Regions from separate parts of the Rattus norvegicus genome. Here all the other regions are linked to region 1. Evidence: chromatin contacts called from public Hi-C data. All regions are on one chromosome and are shown on one strand. The core of a region is the stretch at or near the end of the contact, and the rest is flanking DNA. Distances in the headings are between cores, read along the strand shown.

Region 1 (3,544 bases), core at 768-3,267:
AAATGCTGACAGAAATTTAAGAAATAATCCTCTCCCCAAGGCATACCTGAAGCCACTCATGGGAACCTCCACAATGAGGGATTTTAAAAATAGCTATTTAGACCTAAAACTTGAGCTTTTCCAACTACGTTAATATTTCTAATTTACAAAGCTATATTTTAATCTCATTGACTTTTGTCTGATAAAGACCTTTGAAACAGTTTTAAACTTTGATTCTGGTGTCACTATCTTTCCAAACTGGCTCATCCAAAAAGATAACTGTTTTGCTAAGATAGAGGAGATTAGGTGTGTTTTGAGCATGAAAGTTATATCTTTTTGTCCTATTAGGTAGGGCTGTCTGCTCAGAACAGATGCCATCTGGTTGCAAAGTGGACACAGGTCAATGAACAAGTCCAGCCACTGAAAATGACAGTATGGACAGTAAATAAAAGACTTTAAAACAAGGAATGGAGACTGAGAACTGGGGATGGATTCAGATAGACCAAATACCTATATTTAGGGCAAAACGGGTTGGAGAAAACCCTCAAGTTGACACACACATATCCAGAGGTGAAAAATCACAGAAAAGGAGACCATATAGAATGATGACACTGAAGAACGACAGATTAGGAAATATGGAGAGGAAGTAAATTGTTATCTCTGAACATGGGAATCCAGTTTAAAACAAAAGCCAAAATATTCAAGGGACAAACCTTCCACTTTCTTACCTCCATCTTCATCATGTATCCACAGAAAGGTTACTAAAAACATGTTTCTTTTGACTGAGTTATTGAGGTGTTTGATATAAAAAAATAAAAATCTCTTTCCCCCAGACAAACGTAAACATAATTTGGTATACACATATACAAACAACACTCCTAAAAATACGTAATAGATGTTGACAAAAAGCCACAGTTCCATAGGACTAAACAAGCAGTTCTCTTAACTTCCTAATGCTGCTACTCTTTCATACAGTTCACTGGGTGACCCACCAATCAGAACATGATTTTTGTTTGTTTCATAACTGTAATTTTGCTGTTATGAATAGTGATGTAAATGTTTTTGGAGAAGTTTGTCCAATGGGTCTCGACCCACAGGTGAGAACTTGGAACACACACCAGTGAGACTTTCGAGAGGAAATACAGGTGGTGACTCAGGCTGTGGATCTGGGACTGCAGGTATGCGGAGGAGACTGTCCTGAAGTGGTGCATTAGAATCTCTGTAGTGTTCTTGTTAGGTGAAAACAGAAGTTACATCAAATACATCTTTGGCCCAGATGATGGGCTAACTGAAAATATTCCCTTGCTTGTTCACAGAATTAAATGGCAGATCTAAGCCAGGATATTAAAACAGCTGCCTCTTAACTAGGTGCGGGGTAAATCCATTCTTTCTCCAGCCTCTCACTTGTGGGACAAACACCTGTGGGGTGTTGCCAAATTTACAATGGGATATTACAAACACAAGACAAGACAGCAGCTGATTTCTAACGGGTGAGATTATTCTAGATGTAAATACTATTTCCTGCCATCCCAGGTTGGAATCGCAACTCCAACTCTCCAGAACTGAACCTTATACACTGAAAGTGAAAAGGATCTAAAAGGGAAAGAAGCCCACTTTAGTTTGGAGAAAAGTACTAAAGAGGAAGACACACAGACACGTGGGTATGTGAGTAAGCTGGAGGTTTTCGCAGGGGGATCTCCAAGGCCTGCAGGTAGGAGGGGGGTCGGAGAAGCAATGGCACGTTTCTCTGGAGTCCGCGCTGATTTGGGGGCCGCCAGCCCATCTGACTTTCTCTTCTCACGGTTGGGGATATTGCCACTGGTTCAACTCCAACTCCAGGTCTGGAGACATCCAGCTCGGTGCACTTGGAGTCCATGTCAGCTCCCAGGATGTGCATGCAGGAGAGGGGCAGAGGAGGTCGCAGCCCCTCTCCTACAGCCGCTTCCGGAAGTTTCTTCAGAGACCTGAGCCCCCAACCTCAGCACGGCCCCCACGAGAAGTCCGAAGTGGCGGGAAGCCGGGGCTTAAGAGGCCGCCCCGACGCGAGGGCGGCGGGAAAACCTGGCGGAGGATTCCGCACGTCCGGCGGGACCTAGTTCGGCGTTTGGGAAGCAGAGGCCATGGCTCCCAGGTAGAAATGCCTGCGTGAAGCGGGTCCTCGCCACTGAGGGGCGGCCAGAGACTCTGGGAGGGCGGTTTCAGTGCCCCTCCCGCGCTGCCTCTGGCCAGGCGATGGCGGCGACGGTTTCTTGGCTCCCCCGCCCCGGACGCCGATGGCGGTGCGTTCCGGCCCTCCCTCCCCCACGGCTTCGCCCCGCGGTCGCCAGAGCCGGTGAAGCCGGGAGGGCGGGGAGCGGCGGAGGGACGGCGAGAGGGCGGAGGTTGCGTGGTGCAGGCGGCGGCGGCGGCGGCGGCGGGAGGAGGAGGGCCGGCAGGCGGGCAGGGGAGGAGGAGGAGGAGCGGGCGCCGTGTCGCACGCAGCTCCAGGCGGGGCAGCCCGGGCGCTGAGGGACGCGGCCAGACCTCGGCGGGCCCCGCGAGCACTACACGCCGCCCGAGCGTCGGGGGGCGCCCGGAGATGCGGGTGAGTAGCGGCTCGGGCCGCGGTGGCGGGAGGCAGCGCAGGCCCGGGCAGAGCCGCGGCGTCGCAGTGACTCGGGCCGCGGCGTCCGAGCCCGGGTTGCCGGCAAGGCCCGAGGCGCCGCGACTAGGCGGAATGGCGGCCGGGCTGGAGAAATCGTGGGCGTAGGACGCTGAGGGCGGAGCGGAGCCGGCAGGCCCGGCCTGAGTCACCGGGCCGGCCAGGCTCGGCCTGGGCCGGGACTCGCAGGACCAGGCCCCGGCTACGCACTGGGAAAAAGCCGGACTCACCGCGGCCTGTGGCGCGGGCCTCGGCGCCTCACGCGTTACCCCTCCCTTCCCCTCGGCCCTGGGGGTTCCGCTCGGCCGGGGCGGCTCAGGGCCGCGGGACTCGTGCTCTCGGGGATCCCGGGGCACTCATTGTTGCGACGGTGCGGGGCATGATTATTGGGTAACAGTGGTGCCCCGGGCTCCGTTCTCTCTGGGAGCGTGGCCGAGCAGGCGCGCCGGGATGCGGTGTGCTTTTCGAAAGGAACGGAGCCCCGGGGCGTCCGCCAGCTTTCCTCAGTCGAGCTGGGCCCTGTGCGGCGGCCTCGGCGCGTCCCCGGGCCCGGCGGGAGCGCGCGCTCTGACCCCAAAGGTAACCGGGCACCGGGCCAGGGGGACCGAGTCGGGGGCCGGAGATTCTGCGGGTCTCTATTCTTAAATCCCGCGTGGCCCTGAGAACCCCTTCTTTCTGTCACCTGTGCACTGTGTTACACCGGAGATAATTAAGAAAGCAAGGGACGCTTGCACTCTTCATTCCTTGAGTCTAATAATCCCCAAAGTTAAGGGAGCTAGGTCTGCCAAAAAAGAGGATTCCCCCTTTCCTACGAGGTCGCTGTTGGTACTTGCAGTTCACTGTCGTTGGGGGTTTGTGGTAAGGGCACGCATGCTGAAATGCAGTCAAGTTGTTCAAGTGTTTTTAGTTGCTCTGTGTGTGCTT
Region 2 (3,544 bases), core at 400-2,899, 160 kb before region 1:
TTCCCTCTGCCAGCCCAGACAGAGGCACTACCCTGCAAGTGGCCACTCCATGCTCCCCTGTGTGCCTGTGATAGGGTCTTCAGGTGATCCTTTAGGGTGACATTTACCCTGTGCACAGGGTAGCATGAGGTGCTGGGCCACATCAGTCAGCTTTTCTGAGTGAACCTATACAGCAATATCACAGGCCAGAGCAAATGCACCCATTGTCACACAGACAGTTCCACTTTGGGGCCACTTTTAAAATGTAAAGAAGTGTAATCATGAGGTCTTTGGTTGGTTGTGTTTTGGATGCTCTTAGCTATGGGATAACAGTCAAAGTTCTTAAGTGAGAAGCGTACTAGTGACTTCCCCCCTTTTCGTGGGGAAATAGAGATAATTTAGCTTCAGTGTTGAAATATTTGACATCATTAAATATCACTGAAAGTAGAAAGACAAGGACTGGTACTTACATGGGTTTATCATACATGTACAGGCAGGAGAGAACATATATCTAATATACTCATGTACATGTAGGGAAGTGGTATGACTATACGCAAATGACCGAGGAGCAGCAGACAGGAACCAAACCAGGAAGGCAGACAATGAAGCAGGCATGGAAGTCTCTAGAATTCCAACCTGAGGACAGTGAATGCCAGTTTTACAACACGAGAGTTTCGGGGACTGGAGAGAAGCGCAATGCTTCAGAGCACGTGCTCCCACAGAAGATCTAGGATCAGTTCCTAGCACCCACATGGAGGCTCACAACCATTCATACTCCAGTTCTAGGGAGTTAACACCCTCTTCTGACCTCTCAGGTACTACATACAAGCAGTGCACAGACATACATGCAAGAAAATAAAACCCATACATGTGAAGTGAAATGAATCAACCCCAAAAGAGTTACAGCTGACACAAGTGTGTGGCAAAGTGGTGAGACCCCGATTTACTACCATATCTACATGATGTAAGGCACTTAAAACTAGGAGTCACGGTCCGAAGCTACTAGACACTAACTGTTCTGCTGTTCTGTTTAGTCTTACAGTGATTTAAATGCTTCAGGTGTAGCTTGGACAGTCACATCATTAGAGGCAAATGGCATTTAGAAATTTGTTTTTATATTGTTGAAGATTCTCCAACAACCTATGTCTGAGGGTACATGGGAGTCCTGTTCAAGGCTTCGTTTTTAATAAGAAAGATCTCTTTTATTTTTACCAGGCTGATAGATTTCTGATTTGAAATAAAACGAATTCATGTGAAGTTCTCAACATAGAACGGGAAGGACAAAACAATTTCAGGATTTAGCCACTAGATGGCAGATTCCTACAGTTAGAGGAACAAATAGTGATTCAAAAAAAAAAAAAATTACCATCTCCAAGAACGTTATTTTAAATGTGTTCAAAATCAAATACTTGCTCCATGTGTAACCAAGAAAGTATCTGCGACATTAATCCAAACGGGAAGTATGATAAGATTTAAAAAAAAAAAAAACCACACACACATACACACAAAAAAACCCTCTTATTTGGACCCTGGGGATTTACAGGAAAAAACAAATGTTCTCTACATGTTTTTGGCTGAGTCTCTCCCAATAGAAAATGTGCTTTTATAATGTCCCCAGTTTACTGACTCCTCTCATGCTTGCTTTAGATACCCCAGAGTTTATCCTTGACTCAAACCTCTGCCACTAGATGGCTGCTGGTTAACCTTTACCAGCTATAGATCAGTGTCTGCATGGAAACCTGAGGTGGGACCCTGCCTCTGCCTTTGGCCAGCTGCATACATCTCTAACCTGTCTGAGGCTTGAGGTCTGCAAGTCTTCGTACTGTTGTGTGTCTGTGTCTGTATCTGTCTGTGTCTGTGTCTGTGTCTGTGTCTGTGTGTCTGTGTCTGTGTCTGTGTCTGTGTGTGTGTCTGTGTGTGTGTCTGTGTGTGTGTCTGTGTGTGTGTGTGTGTGTGTCTGTGTGTGTGTCTGTGTCTGTGTCTGTGTCTGTGACTGTCTGTGTCTGTGTCTGTGTCTGTGTCTGTGTCTGTGTCTGTGTGTCTGTGTCTGTGTCTGTGTCTGTCTGTGTCTGTGTCTGTGTCTGTGTCTGTGTCTGTGACTGTCTGTGTCTGTGTCTGTGTCTGTGTCTGTGTCTGTGTCTGTGTGTCTGTGTCTGTGTCTGTGTCTGTCTGTGTCTGTGTCTGTGTCTGTGTCTGTGTCTGTGTCTGTGTCTGTGTCTGTGTCTGTGACTGTGTCTGTGTCTGTGTCTGTGTCTGTGTCTGTGTCTGTGTCTGTGTCTGTGTCTGTGTCTGTGTCTGTGTCTGTGTCACAGGATGCCTGCCTAACAGCCTGCTGGGCCGTGAAGTAAGGGATAACTTAGCTGCCCGCAACTCCTCACAATATCTTCCCAGCCTCCCTCAGCCTTTCCTATCATGAAAGCTTGACCTCACATCCTTACAAGCATCTTTCTCTGTAATCTGATTTTACATTTGGCATTGCATCTGACTTTGATTTAGTTTGGTTTGGTTTGACTTTATCGAAACAAAGGAATTTGCTCTGAAGCCAAAAGAAGGCTGAGTCTGACTTTTGTTTCCGTGTTTAATCGTGGGTTAATGTGGAACATTTTTAAACCTTTGGAAGTAACTAGCTGCTCACGTGCAGTTGTGAGATTTAATAGACTCCATCTGCCCTTTACTGCACACACACTCGGCATCATCTTTAGCAGCTACAGCACATACCGCAACCAGGACACTGGCATCCAAGTCGTGCAGAGTTCACCAGTTTTACCAGCACTCATTTGCTTGTGTGTATTTAATTTCTGCAGTTTTAACACATGTGTACATCTATGTAACCATTGCCGTAAACAGGATACAGAACGTTCCAATGAACCCTTTATAGCCACTGTCACCTTCATCTTTGCCCTTAACCTCTGAGAATTACAAGGATCATCAGTGTCTAAACTCTGTAATTTCAGCTTTTCAGGGTTTTATCAGTGGAAGCAACCAGGTATGTATTGTCTGGGACTGGGTGGGTTTTACTCAGAATGATCCTCTTGAGATTCATATGAATTGTTGTATGTATGTTCTCATTTTTACTGCTAAGTAGCATTCCACACGATGGATGTGTCATAGTGTGTTTAGTGAGCTAAACACACAGTAAGAGATTTATGTGTTGTTTGCAGTGTGGGACAAGATAGTTATATCTTCTTTTAAAATTCACATAAAGGTGTGTGTGTGTGTGTGTGTGTGTGTGTGTGTGTGTGTGTATAAGAATAAGTTTCATTTTATCTTGGGGTGCAATTCCTTGTGGCCATATGGTAAACATGTGTTTAGTTTTATAGGGAGTTGCCAGTGTTTTCCAGAGTAGCTGTGACATTTATGTTGCTCTGAGGATGTTAGAGAGCGTCTATTTCTCCTGTCCACACCACCATATTTGTCTGTTTGGTTGGTTGTTGGTTGGGGTGTCTGTTATTACTGTTTTGGCCATTATGATGGGTGTACAGTAAACTCTCTTCCTAGTTGATATAGTACTTCCGCTGATGATATCAAACACTTTCTCCAGACACTTATTTGCCATCTGTATCTA
Region 3 (3,544 bases), core at 711-3,210, 140 kb after region 1:
GTCTCCATTCATATGAAGCCGTAAATTAGCAGATTTACTTTAGGTCTTCATTAGATGAAACAGTGCAATTGAAGAGTCTGGTTTTTTTCTTTCATTCTTTTTTTTTTAAAGAAATATATTCAAGACCCATCAAAATAAAAATTTAGGATGCAATTTTTCTAAGTGTTTCTGGGACTTTAAGCATTTCATTCCCTAATACACCTCTCCAAAGAGAAAAAGCAGGATTCTTTTCGTTTAAGACCAGAATCCAACCCATTTCCAACTTAAAAGAACAAGAACAGGAAATTAAATATAACCTAAATATTTCCACATACTTGCAAGTAAAATTATGAGACTTTTATTTCTAAATATGAATTCACTGCTAATGTTCATTAGTGAAAATAGAAAATAAATTTTGAAATCGCCAAAAATATAAACTACATTCAACTGTGACAGCATTAGTATTTTTCAAATGTTTTATGTGCCATTAAAAACCCATAAAATTAAAATGATAACGACTTTCCTGAAATTGAAATGGTGTTGTATCATTGTTGTACGGTATTTGAAATATCAAAGACAAATTTTTACTTCAGATGAATTTGGATTCTACAAATCCTATGTTAATAAACAAAGGAAGTTTCTTTGAATTGTGACCAGAATACACTCGAATTTCTTAGGCAACAAACGTCTTTTCTGACTCACCAAAGCTTTTGTTCACTGGAAACATGACCCACTAAAAAGAAACTGTCAGTCCTTCAGCGTAAACCCACATTTCTCGTGGGTATTTTATTTCGATCATCTACTTCTATCATCTCTTCCACAACCAACCCCTAGAGATTTGGGGAATAATCACTGAATAAATGACAGTTGATTTCGTTAGCACCTGTCGCCGTTCTCAGAAGCTCATAAGTTGGCCAAAACAGTCCGTAATTTTTTTAAAATTTTGATCCTTTAAAACGTAGAACTCACAAGACGTTCACCAAGTTTTCCGAAAGCCCGTGCTTTCTCAGTTTCTCCCATTTTCAAAAAGTAGCCCTGCAGCATACATCTGGTGCGTGCGGGGGGAGGGGGAGGTTGTACAATGAAGTGAGAGAAGGGAGCACAGCTGGACTCTTCCATCGAACTTAGCACAAAGCCAGGCGAGGACATTGGCAGCCCGAAGCTGTGGGAGACTCCCGGCTCTCGGGGAAATGTCAGCCGCGGGGCTAAGGGAGTTCCCAACATCGTTCATGCAGTCCCGCAGCAGCAAGGCCAGGCGTTAGTCGGTCGCCCCCCAGCAGGGCCAGGCAAGGACGAGCCCTGCCCACTCGCGTTCGCGTCGCGCCTCCCCACGCCCCAACCCGCGCGGCGGGAGCCGAGTGTCGCCGTCTCCCCTCCCCTCCCGAGACACAGTCTGTCCTTTGTCTGAGTGCAGACTCTCGACTCGGTCCCACCAACTTGTGTGTACGTCCCGTCCTACCCGGGCGCTCCCAGCCACACAAAGGAGACTTGAGGCTTAGAGCTGCCGGCCCGGATCGGCCACAGGAACGCCCCCAGCCCCGGCCCGGCGGGAACAGGCTCCGGGACAGAAGCCCCCACCACCGGCCCCCGCTCTCCCACATCTGCCGGAATCCACAGTCCACTCCTGGGACCTCGTGGACCTGCCCGCACCTCATGACCCCTCGGAAAGCTGTCTCCTAGCCCTCCCTCCGCGCCTACAAAAGCAGCGCTCGAGTGAGACCCGCTGGGCGATGCCTGAGACTGGCCAGGCACTCGCGCGGAGGTCCCGCGGTCGCCGCCGCCGCCCCGGGGCGCGTTCCAGATCCCTGACTGCCGACCACCGGCGGCTGACGGCGTGCATTACCTTCGTCCCGCGCGCCAGCCCGCGCTTCTCCCGCGCGCCGCCCCAACGCGCCGCCGCCGCCGCCGCCGCCGGGACTCCACTGCCTTCGATGTCCCACTGGGTGTCGGACGCGACCGGACCGAGCGCCAAACGCAGCAGCCCAATCGTCATCGCTTTTATTTGGCCCCCCCAGCACTATCAAGCGCCGCCCCGATTGGAGGATGCGAGAGGGCGCCCGTCCAATCAGAGGGCCGGATGAGCTGTGAGCCTTCCAAGCGAGCCCCAGCCCAGGGACAGGGAGGCTCGCCGGCGCCAGCGCGTGCGCGAGTGTCAGGGCTCGTTCTGAGGAACGCGGCTAACCGGGTGGAAGCTCCACAGTCTCTGTCTTTGTTCTTTTGCCAACGTGCGGTACCCTCTCAGGAAAGCCATGGACAGGCAGGCGGAGATCGGGCACTTGGCGGGACCCGAAGCCCGTTATGGGCAGGAGGCGGGGAGGTCGGGATGGCGGGAACCGGCCGGGGGGCGGGCCAGCTCTTGGCGGGAATGGGCTCTTGAGTAGTTCTCGGGAGGGGGAGGGGAAGAGAAGGGCGGGCGCCAGAGCCAAGTTTGAAATAATTCAAAACTCGGGTTGGTAACGGTCTTAACCGCCCTCTTCCCCTGGCGTGCCATTCTGGGCCCGGAATCCAACACTCTTGTTGGCGACACGGACAGAAAGGCGCGTGGCGGGCCCCACGGGGGACTCAATGCGGGACGGGCCGCGCTCCACATGGAGAGGACCAGTAAGCAGAGAAAGTTAGTGCGGTTCCTTTTGGCACCTTGGAGGCTTTGGTTAGCAAAACTAGTGCCTAATGCCCTGACAGCATAGGAAAAAGCGACCAGATTTCTCTGAAAGGCCTTCCAATCTATGTTTATGGTTCTCAGCACTTATCAAGGTTTCAAGTTGTTTATTAGCAACTTTTGAGAGCAGATAGCTCAGTCCCTGTTGTCTCAGCAAAGTGTAAGGAAGTTTGCAACATTTTTCAATGGCTAGACTATCTTGAAAGTCAACCTTTCCCCTCCTCGAGGACTAGAAATGTGCTTCTTATACAATACACAGCACCCACACACACACCCTGGTTTCAGTTATCTGGCAATGAAGTGAATAATGATATTTCAAATTTACTTCTAATAAGATGCATCTGTATGGCAAACTAACAGACCTGCGAAAACAGGTTCAACAATGAAGAATTAACACTGAGAATTTGTAACACTCTAGAAGTTATGTATCTGTATTGGTCATGGTTCTCTAGAGGAACAGGCTGAATGAATGTATGAATGTATTCATTCCTTCACTGATTAAATGGATAGAGAACGGAGAATGAATATATATGTATATAGATATTCAGAATATATATAGAGAGAGGGAATATATACATATTCTTTCACTGGTATTCGAGCACATCCAGGCTTGTAGACTGAACAACTAGCAGATTCTTGGGTTTTCTGTTGGTAGACAGTCATTGCTTGACTAGTTGGACCACAACCTGTAAGCCACTCTAATATACTTGTGTGTGTGTGTGTGTGTGTGTGTGTGTGTGTGTGTGTGTGTAAATGGAAAAGTCAAAATCCACTAGTTCAGTCCATAAGCTGGGATGACTTCAGCTGAATTCATTATACACCTGAAATTCATTATACATTATACAATGGTTGTAATGCCAATGAACGAATGGGCTTGCCATCTAGAGTGAGGGCAAGCAGTTGCAG

What was found. A called contact is a pair of places that touch in the nucleus more often than the background predicts.
Region 2: a Hi-C map of the A7r5 cell line shows a contact between it and region 1, with 2.0 times the contacts expected there. The contact joins the enhancer-like site here to the promoter of Cul1 in region 1. A contact is called at or near these places in 4 of 12 Hi-C or Micro-C datasets (the A7r5 cell line, Schwann cells, mammary epithelial cells and 1 more) and 1 of 1 datasets of contacts at active chromatin or transcription factors (oligodendrocytes).
Region 3: a Hi-C map of liver shows a contact between it and region 1, with 2.9 times the contacts expected there. The contact joins the promoter of Ezh2 here to the promoter of Cul1 in region 1. A contact is called at or near these places in 2 of 12 Hi-C or Micro-C datasets (Schwann cells and liver).

Annotation. Positions count from the first base shown.
Region 1 is chr4:77,549,808-77,553,351 of GRCr8, forward strand. It overlaps Cul1 (cullin 1), which reads left to right and starts at 2,018. Exons shown (of 22, transcript NM_001108627.2): 1 at 2,018-2,110.
Region 2 is chr4:77,385,337-77,388,880 of GRCr8, forward strand. No RefSeq gene overlaps it. Among named protein-coding and RNA genes, the nearest start is that of Cul1, 160 kb to the right of the region's middle. Within about 2 kb of position 1,650, at least 4 of the 93 cell types and tissues checked have an H3K27ac peak or open chromatin away from gene starts, as enhancers often do. A contact at or near this core is called in the A7r5 cell line, where this site is marked.
Region 3 is chr4:77,685,223-77,688,766 of GRCr8, forward strand. It overlaps Ezh2 (enhancer of zeste 2 polycomb repressive complex 2 subunit), which reads right to left and starts at 1,961. Exons shown (of 20, transcript NM_001134979.1): 1 at 1,823-1,961.